Linked DNA regions of Mus musculus: all the other regions are linked to region 1. A link is a contact called in public Micro-C and promoter capture Hi-C data. All regions are on one chromosome and are shown on one strand. Each heading gives the region's core, a stretch centred on a gene start, on an enhancer-like site or on the middle of the called end of the contact. The rest is flanking DNA. Distances are from core to core; before and after follow the strand shown. Region 1 holds the start of Commd4 (COMM domain containing 4). Region 2 has its middle 36 kb from the start of 4930430J02Rik. Region 3 holds the start of Snupn (snurportin 1).

What was found. A called contact is a pair of places that touch in the nucleus more often than the background predicts. Capture Hi-C pulls out chosen DNA fragments and counts their contacts.
Region 2: a contact with region 1 is called in a Micro-C map of embryonic stem cells, with 3 times the contacts expected there. The contact joins the enhancer-like site here to the promoter of Commd4 in region 1. A contact is called at or near these places in 8 of 39 promoter capture datasets (HPC-7-derived erythroid cells, embryonic stem cells, hematopoietic stem and progenitor cells and 4 more), 20 of 484 Hi-C or Micro-C datasets (the BV-2 cell line, the Ba/F3 cell line, CD4 T cells and 8 more), 7 of 115 datasets of contacts at active chromatin or transcription factors (embryonic stem cells and large pre-B cells) and 2 of 9 other capture datasets (adipose tissue and liver).
Region 3: a promoter capture Hi-C map of liver shows a contact between it and region 1. The contact joins the promoter of Snupn here to the promoter of Commd4 in region 1. A contact is called at or near these places in 25 of 39 promoter capture datasets (the 3T3-L1 cell line, the C10 cell line, the HPC-7 cell line and 17 more), 36 of 484 Hi-C or Micro-C datasets (3T3-L1-derived adipocytes, B cells, CD4 T cells and 27 more), 35 of 115 datasets of contacts at active chromatin or transcription factors (the 230-238 cell line, the SCID.adh cell line, SST interneurons and 25 more) and 5 of 9 other capture datasets (adipose tissue, embryonic stem cells, liver and 2 more).

Annotation. Positions count from the first base shown.
Region 1 is chr9:57,156,923-57,159,877 of GRCm38.p6, reverse strand. Commd4 (COMM domain containing 4) reads left to right here and starts at 1,579. Exons shown (of 8, transcript NM_025417.2): 1 at 1,579-1,606; 2 at 2,740-2,811. The coding sequence starts at 1,604.
Region 2 is chr9:57,353,149-57,356,341 of GRCm38.p6, reverse strand. No RefSeq gene overlaps it. Among named protein-coding and RNA genes, the nearest start is that of 4930430J02Rik, 36 kb to the left of the region's middle. Within about 2 kb of position 1,686, at least 16 of the 459 cell types and tissues checked have an H3K27ac peak or open chromatin away from gene starts, as enhancers often do. A contact at or near this core is called in embryonic stem cells, stem cell-derived epiblast-like cells and trophoblast stem cells, where this site is marked.
Region 3 is chr9:56,949,591-56,952,746 of GRCm38.p6, reverse strand. It overlaps Snupn (snurportin 1), which reads right to left and starts at 1,839. Exons shown (of 9, transcript NM_178374.4): 1 at 1,794-1,839.

The DNA of each region.
Region 1 (2,955 bases), core at 330-2,829:
GACCAATGACTCATTGCAATGAACATTTGCAAGTGAAGGTGTGTGGACAGAGGGATAGACTGTGGGACACACTGTGACACACTACAGCTTCCAAGTTGAACTTTTTCTTTCTTTCTTTCTTTCTTTCTTTCTTTCTTTCTTTCTTTCTTTCTTTCTTTCTTTTTTTTTGGGGGGGGGGTGTTTGTTTGTTTTTTTTTTCAAGACAGGATTTCTCTGTGTAGCCCTGGCTGTCCTGGAACTCACTTTGTAGATCAGGCTGGCATCGAACTCAGAAATCACCCTGCCTTTGCCTCCCAAGTGCTGGGATTAAAGGTGTGTGTCACCACCGCCTGGCCAAGTTGAACTTTTTCTGTGCTTGGTTGTTGTTGTTGTTGTTGGTAGTGGTGGTGTGTGTGTGCTTGTATGTGTATGTGTGGTTGTGCTTGTGTTTTATTTGGGGAAGAAGGGTGGATATGAGGGAAGTGGAGTGCATGATGTGAAACTCCAAGAATCAATAAGGAGTTTTAAAAAACAGCCAGACTTGAAGGAGATATGAGGAGGGAGGGTACTAGTAACATTCTGGGTTTGTTTGTTTTAATCTGGTTACTGGTTATGTTTACACGGGGGTGAGGGGTACAGTTTATGAAGATTCTTTTAGCTTCACCCTTACATATAATTTCCTGCACGTGCATCATATTTTTAATAGTGTCTTATTTATGTTCATTAATATATTTTTGTTTTAGTGTATAGGTGGGTGATTTGGGGTGTGTGTGTGTGTGTGTGTGTGTGTGTGAATGCCCCTGTGTGCACATGGCAGTCAGAGGTCAACATCATTTGCTAAGTGTCTTCGAGCTCCACTCCCCCACCCCTACCTGTCCAACCCGGGCCTCTTACTGTACTAGGAGCCCACAGATTAGTTTGACTAAGAGGCTGGTGAGCTCTGGGGATCCACCTATCTCTATTTACACCCCCTAGTCCAGAGTTTTACATGGGTGCTAGGCACCTGAAAGGTTTAGTGTGTGTGTGTGTGTGTGTGTGTGTGTGTGTGTGTGTGTGTGTGTGTGCTGCAAGCGTGGCCATACTTGTGTCGAGAACGATTTTTGTGAGTTGGCGCTCTCCTTCCACCTTTATACAAGGTTCCGGGGTTCGAACTTGGGTGGTACTCTAAGCCATCTGGGCAGTTTTAGGTTTGGAGTCTCACTCTGTAGTCCAGGCTGTCTTAAACTTCTGATCCTTTTGCCTCACAGCCTCTCAAGTGTTGTTATTTCAGATGCGTGCCCTCACGCCCTAGGCAGTCAGTAAGATTTTCATTAAAAAATATTTTGTCATAGTCCATAGTTTTTTATAACGGTATTGCTTAAGAAGGAAACCGTGGAACCCACTTCAATACTCGTGGATCATGGGATCCTCCCTCCAAGTAATTAATGGAATTATTTCCACCCATCCCCTTCTGTTTAGATAATCCCGGTGAAACGCTAGAGGCTGCTTGTTCCTGGAGGAATATGCATTCTCAATTGGTTACATTAACGGTCCGCCCTCCCTGTACCAGTAGGTGTCATGTGATCACAGAGTCAGCTGACCTGAGTCAAGCCGGAAGAAGCTCTGGATTGGATCTCCTGACATCATGGTGAGGGATTGGGAAAGATGGGAAGTTGGGTATCGGGCGACAAAGGGGTTCGGTGGTTCTAGGAGCTTAAGGAGACAATCTTCACTGGCGCCTGCCTGGGCGCGGCGGAACGTCGGAGTCTGCAGGCGCAGCCGCGTTTCCTCGCGTCCATCCCTGGGCCGGAGGGTCCCACCTCCCGGATTCTCAGACTCTCCACGGCCCCCAAGGGACCTCCCTGGGTCACCCACTTCCCTGACTGTCGGGTCACAGGACGAAAACATGCTTAGGACTGGTTAGGAAGCCTCTCCTCGCTTTCCTGAGCGAAGGAGTGGTTTTGGGATTGGGTTAAGCTTTCTGATTCATAATCCATTCATTCAGGAGATGCGTGTTGAGTGTCCAGCCCATACAGGCATCGGGATTCGAGCTGCAGAAGGGGAGGGCAAGTCAGAAGCAAGAATTGGCAGCCGTAGGTCTTTCTCCAACTGCAGAGGCTTTCCTGAACCGTGAGCGCAGTGTTAGGACTCTTGAAGATGCAACTCGGTGAAGGGTAATTTGTGTTACCCGGATGAGAAGCGGAGGCAGAGAAAGAATAGCCTCAGACAAGAAACAGCCGTGCAGTCTCTGAATGAGCCAGGCTCCTTGAGAGTGCCACATCCTGTCGCGCTAGAGCTTGGTGAAGATCAAGCGAGACAAGCAAAGATTAAGTCTCACTGGGACTTGGATCACTATTATCAAAATAGCGAGCATTCCCTCTGGCTGCCCAAAGTGCTTTGTTAACTAGGAGATTATGGGAAGTGGAATCTGGTGCTGTAGCTCGGTGGTAGATGTGCCCGAGGCCCTGACTTTGAGCCCCAGCACTGCCAACAAGCCTGGAAAAACCTAGGACCAGGAAGGGCCCAGCAAAGGTGAAGGCAGAAGTGGGGCTGGGGTAACAAGGAGAATCGGGCAAGTTGTTGTGGCTGGAGCATGGTAGACACTTAAGGAAAATTGCCACGGATGCAGAGAGTAAAAGTCAGAACGAGGTCAGGTGGCAGTGTGGGCAGAGTATTCACAACAGTCTGGACATAGGGGACAACAGGTGACCAGACAGTACTCATTCCTGGCCACACCTCAGCCCAACCGCCAGCCTGCCTTCCCACGTTACTCTCTTGCAGAGGTTCCGGTTCTGTGGCGATCTGGACTGTCCCGACTGGGTCCTGGCAGAGATCAGCACACTGGCCAAAATTGTTAAGTGCACTGGTTTACTTAGGGTTGGGAGGAGAGAGGCTCAGGGTGGAAGGAGGAGATTGGGACTGGGAGCTGGAAGCGGGCTGGGGTGGTGAAGGAGTCTCCCTGAGGATGGGGCCTCATGCTCTGTTACCTTGGTCACG
Region 2 (3,193 bases), core at 437-2,936, 200 kb before region 1:
AAGACAATTACATCTGGTGAATAAAAATTACTTTACAAAGATGGGATCCCAGCCAAGAAGCCTTAACCTAACCCAAACCCTAAAGCTCTGTGTCTGACATCTGGAACTCCAGATGACTTCCTTTGGGCTCCACGGCCTTGGGTACCCCCCTCTCCCTTCAGTTCTTCTGCCTGCAGCATAAACTCTCTGGCTGGCTTCACTCTGTATCTGCAGGTTTCTTCATGGATGCCCATGTACGTCCACTCTCTCTCACTATAGATCCGATGAACAGCAGCAAGCATTAGCCACACCACATCCTGGATATGTTGTCTTGAAACTTCCTTAACCAAATAACTTAGCCTATTACTTTGAAATGTAGCCTCATTTAGATTTTCAGGATGTGGGAAGAGCACAGCCAGATTTGGGGGCCGTGGGGACAGAATGCAACATAAATAGCCTCTGGGGGATTCTTTATTCTTCTCTGAAGCCTCATGAGCCAAACCTCAACTTGTTTGAATTTCTCTTGGCATTCTGCTCCTCCAAACTACCACCGCACAGCCCATTAAACCCCTTGTCAGCATTTCAGGTTTTCTCTTGCCCTCACATCCAAACTCTCCCAAATTTTCCTCTAAACCAGTCGAAGGCTTGTTTACTACCCAATAAGGTGCCTCACAGCAGCAAGCCCACCCCTCAGCACCAATCCAGTGTTGGTTTCCTTTCTCATCACTGTTAAAAAATATCTGACAAAAGGCAACTAGAAGAATCAAGGGTTTATTTTGGTTTAGTTTGAAAGTCATCATTAGTCCATCATGCGGTTAAGGAGTGACAGGTACAGGACCTATTTGCTGGCTAGTTTGCTGTCAATTTGATATAAGGTCATTTGGAAGAGGGAATCTCAAGAAAACTCTCACATACGACTGGCCTACGATGCATTTTCTTAATTAGTTATGGTAGTGGTTTGACTATGCTTGCCCCAAGGAGTGGCATTATTAGGAGGTGTGACCTTGTTGGAATAACTGTGCCACCGGGAAGGGCAGGGAGTGAGACCCTCTCCTAGCTACTTAGGAGCCAGCCTTCTCCTGTTTGCCATTAGAACAAAATGTGGCACTCTCACCTCTTCCCACACCATACCTTCCTGGGTGCTGCCATACATGATAATGGATGGAACCTGTAAACCAGTCCTAATTAAATGTTGTCCTTTATAAGAGTTGCCTTGGTCCTGCTGACCCTTCACAGCAATGGGAGCCCTAACTAAGTCAGTGATTGATGTAGAAGAGCTCAGCCCATTGTGGGCGGTCTCACCTCTGCACAGGTGGGACTGGGTTTTATAAGCAAGTGGGCTGAGCAAGCCATGAGTACTTCTCAATGGCCTCTGCATCAGCTCCTGCGTTAAGCTCTTGCCCTGTAGAGGGCACAAGCTTATAGATAGCACAGAGAAAGCAGAATTGTTAAACACCCAATGCAAAATGTCAGACTCCCTTTGTCAGCTAGGCTTCCTCTGCTCTACTTGGGGGATACCAGATCCCACACTCCCTTCCAGAGGAATGTCACATAGCCCTTAGAGAAATCACAGATCCAAGACCCTTTCTCCCCAAAAGAAACCCATTCATCAAACATTTGAGATTCTTGGAATGCCTCCCCATGCTAATGTGTGGAGAACTTTTGGGGTGGCCTTGTAGGAATTTGGCAGGAATTTGACATTGGGCTAGGACAAGGAAGTAGGCTCAGATAAGAATCTTCACATTTGGGCTAATACAAAGCTCTGGGTAAACTCAGCTGGGGAATGTGTGGCATTCTTTTGATCTTAGTCAACCTGATATGCCCATAGAAAAAGTGATCACAGGACTTTGTGTCCTGTTTATTCCTTGACCTAGAACTGACCTCATTCTTTGAATGTACTTAAAATGGTATAAAAGCAGACTGGGAAAAAAATAAACCCACTTCAGCCTCAGCACTGGCTGGAGTCATGTTTTAATGTTGTCTAATTGTCTTTTTCTTTTCAATCCTGGCTTCCTCCCTTGAGACCTGGGTGACTGACTGATCTGGCTTGGTCACTAATGAGGTATCTTAGTATCTTAGGTAGCAGGCAAGGACCTCTACCCACCCTGGATATTCGTACCCCCTCCCCCAACATTTTATATAAGCACCATTCACCCTGAATAAGGTTGAACTGTCTTTCTGAAACTGATCCCAGAGATAAGTCTGTCATCTCAGTCACACTATGGGCTGTCTGAAACCCCATTCGTCGACTCTGTTCCCTTTACCCTCATGGGATGGTGGCCAGTTACCCTAGGGAGAAGGGAGGACCACTTGCAGTTAGAAACAGAGGGAGATAACCACTGAGCTCCACTTGCTCTGTCCTTGTGTTCAGGTGGTGCCCAGTCACCCACATTCAGGTTGGATTTTCCATCCTCAGTGAAACTCTCTGGAAATGTTCTCACAGATATACCCAGAAGTGTCTCTTATGTGATTCTTTTTTCTTTCTTTTTTCTTTTTTAATTGGATATTTTCTTTATTTACATTTCAAGTGTTATCCCCTTTACTGGTTCCCCCCACTCCTGGAAACCCCCTATCTTTGTTAGGGTTTTACTGCTGTGAACAGACACCATGACCAAGGCAAGTCTTATAAAAACAACATTTAATTGGGGCTGGCTTACAGGTTCAGAGGTTCAGTCCATTATCATCAAGGTGGGAGCATGGCAGTAACCAGGCAGGCATGGCACAGGAGGAGCTGAGAGTTCTACATCTTCATCCAAAGGCTGCTAGTGGAAGACTGACTTCCAGGCAACTAGGCTGAGGATCTTAAGCCCACACCCACAGTGACACACCTACTTCAACCGGGTCACACCTATTCCAACAAGGCCACACCTCTAAATGGTGCCATTTCCTGGCTCAAGAATATACAAACCATCACATCCCCTATCCCATCCTCCCTCCTCCTGCTTCTATGAGGGTGTTTCTCCACCTACCCACCCACCCACCCCCACCTCTCTGCCCTCAATTCCCCTACACTGGGGCATCTATCAAGCCTTCATAGGACCAAGGTCCTCTCCTCTCATTGATGCCTGATGAGGCCATCCTCTGCTACATATACAGCTGGAGCCATGTGCACTCATTGGTTTATGGCTTAGTCTCTGGGAGCTTTCTGGGGGAGGGGGGTGTCGTTGATATTGTTGTTCTTCCTATGCCGTTGCAAACCCCTTCAACTCCTTCA
Region 3 (3,156 bases), core at 590-3,089, 210 kb after region 1:
AAAAAAAAAAAAAAAAAAAAAAACAGGCTGGAGAAATGGCTCAGGAGCTAGGAGCACTTGTCACTCTTACGGAGGAATTAGATTCAATCCCCAGCACCAACACAGTGGCTCACAACAAATCTGATACTCTCTTCTGGCCTCTGTGAGCACTAGACAAGCACATGGCACACATACATATAGTGAGGCACGTAATAAACTAAATCGTTTTTTAAAGGGGGTAGCTGGAATTATAACTCAATAGAGGAGTGTTTCCATTGCATGTGTGATGTCCCTAGGTCCAATTCCCAGTTCTGCAATCTGGTCCGTCAATGTAGCTAAGCAGCTGGCTTTGTAGCCCAGTGACAGTGCTTGGTTTTGATTGATTTGGGGATGGAGTGAGGTTAGTGAGCATCTTAACCATTCAAATATACAGTTCTGCAGTGGGAAGTACCTTTACACTGTTATCAACTGTTTCCATCTTGCAAGAATGCACAGGACAGGATAGGACAGGGTGGAAGGGTACTGGAGAGATGGTTCAGCCATTAGGTTAAAAGTACTGGTTGCGGGGCTGGAGAGATGGCTTGGCGGTTCAGAGCACTGACTGCTCTGCCAGAGGTCCTGAGTTCAATTCCCAGCAACCACATGGTGGCTCACAACCATCTGTAATGAGATCTGATGCACTCTTCTAGTGTGTGTCTGAAGACAGTTGCAGTGTACTCATATAAATAAAAATAAATAAATCTTAAAAACACACACAGCACTAGTTAAAAAAAAAAAAAAAAAAGAGAGTACTGGTTGCTCTTCCAGAGGACCTGGGTTTCATGTGGTAATTCATGACCACCTGTAAACCAATTCCAGGGAACTAACTGGAACTCTCTTCTGACTTTCTTCCCAGCATGGCACCCATGTGGTGTGCAGACATGTAGGCAAAACACACATACACATATGCATATAGGAAAATAAACAAATAAAAGAACAAAGGATGGTGCCATACCTCCACTTGGTAAAGTACTTGCCAAAGTGCGCACCATATTTGCACCAAGCCTTGGGTCTGAAACCCAGGAGAAAAAGAAGAAAGCTGCATTCCTATATCCTAAGACATTAAAAATACTTTTTTTTTTTTCTGTTTTGTTTTGTTTTGGGGACAGGTTTTCTGTCCTGGAACTCTCCTTGTAGTCCAGGCTGGCCTCGAACTCATAGAGACCTGCCTGCCTTCTGAGTGCTGAGATTAAAGGTATGCAACCACCACACCCGGCTAAGAATACTTTCTAAGAAAATTTGTTAAAAGTGACTATTATCAGTGTGGATTTAAGGTGTGCATCAGAGTGTTTGTAAAATAACCGGGAGTATTCAGTAGATAATTACTGAGCTTCCCCGTCAAGGTATCCTGAAGTATGCCATAGAAATGATCCCTAACAGGACCTTACGTGTCATACACCTGCAATGGCAGCAAGGCAGGAGGCCGAGGAAAAGAAGCGAACTAATTCCTAAGTGTCAGGCTCACCCAAGCCTCTTCTCCAGCCCAATAGATGCTCCCACCACACGTCCGTGAACTCTGCCGCCCTCCCCGCTACTGTCTCTCTAGCAATGGAGTCGTTTGTCTTTCGGTTACAGAATTCTCCCTGCCACACATAAATGTTCCTCATGAGTTTGAGCCAGACTGCCTGGAATACAACGACAAAAATATGGCCAAGTCCAAGTCCCCAAGACTGGCCAGCCTCCCCAGGTAACGGCTGCGAAGCCAGCCCTGGGTCATCAGAAGAAGTTTGAGCTTGCGGCTGAGAGAACGCCAAACTAGACAGGGCCAGACTTACCGCACGTCCGTACCACTCGCGCACGCCGCCAGTGCCTGTGCCGACTGACCAATTAGGTGCCTTAGCGGAGCTAGACACGCCCCGCTCAAGCTTGCACTCGAACTTCCGGCTCCGCCTACCGTGGTGCATCGCGGGAGTTGAGTCGGGCAGGACATTACTTCCGCCCTGAACTGAGCGACTCTTCTCCCTAGGGAGGGGCTTCCAGATTTGGTTTAGGCTTTTTCGGGATTCTAGCGAGATTGTCCGCGATACGGAGCCTTCAGTACTGATCGCAAACTTGCCCCGGATCCTTTCACTGACAAAACCGTGACTTCGTGGCCGCCACCTCTCCGGGTGTGCCCAAACTCGAGAGTTGCACTGACAGCCCTTTTGTCTTGCTTGTGCGATTTTCTGAATGGCTTTCAGGTTTCGAACTAATAAACGTTTCTTCCCTTCCTTTTTCCTTTCCCTTTCTTTCTTTCTTTCTTTCTTTCTTTCTTTCTTTCTTTCTTTCTTTCTTTCTCTTTCTTTCTTTCTTTCTCTCTCTCTTTCTCTCTCTCCTTTCTCTCTCTTCTCTCTTTCTTTCTTTTTCTTTCTTTCTTTCTTTCTTTCTTTCTCTCTCTTTCTCTTTCTCTCTCTCTTTCTCTCTCTTTCTCTCTCTCTTCCTCTCTCTCTCTCTCTCTCTCTCTCTCTCTCTCTCTCTCTCTCTTTCTTTGTATAGCCCTGGCTGTCCTGGAACTCACTTTGTAGACCAGGCTGGCCTCGAACTCTGAAATCCGCCTGCTTCTGCCTCCCGAGTGCTGGGATTAAAGGCGTGCAGGCGTGCGCCACCACTGCTATCCCTATTCTCCTTTCTAACATGACGCGGAAAGGGACCTGGCTCGATTCCTGATAGGTAACGTTCAGCATTTGAGTGCAGCACTTAGTCCGGTTTGAAAGTAGTTACATGAGTGACCGAGATTTAGGAGACCCTAAGCAAACCCATACATCGTGTCTGCAGGGTAAGACTTCTAGCATGTAAAATGAAAACAGGACTTGCTACTTAATGCTTATAATGTGAGCCAGATGCGTTGCTTCTAACACCTCAATGAACTGGGGTGTGGCTAGGGATGTTGCTCAGCAATCAATGTGTTTGTATAGCCTGCGCTAAACTTGCAGTGGCACCACCCTGTAATCGAACAACAGGGGGTGAAAGCAGGACTGGCTGGTAGTGCTAGCACATGCCTTTAATGCCAGCTTTCAAGAGGCAGAGAAAGGCAGATCTCTAAGTTAAAGGACAGCCTGGTCTGCAGAGTTCCTGGAAAGTCAGGAGCCCTGTGGGTGGTGGTGGGGGAGTAATTTGGCCAGGGTTGTCAGGAACCATAATGGGACAAGCTAATAACTA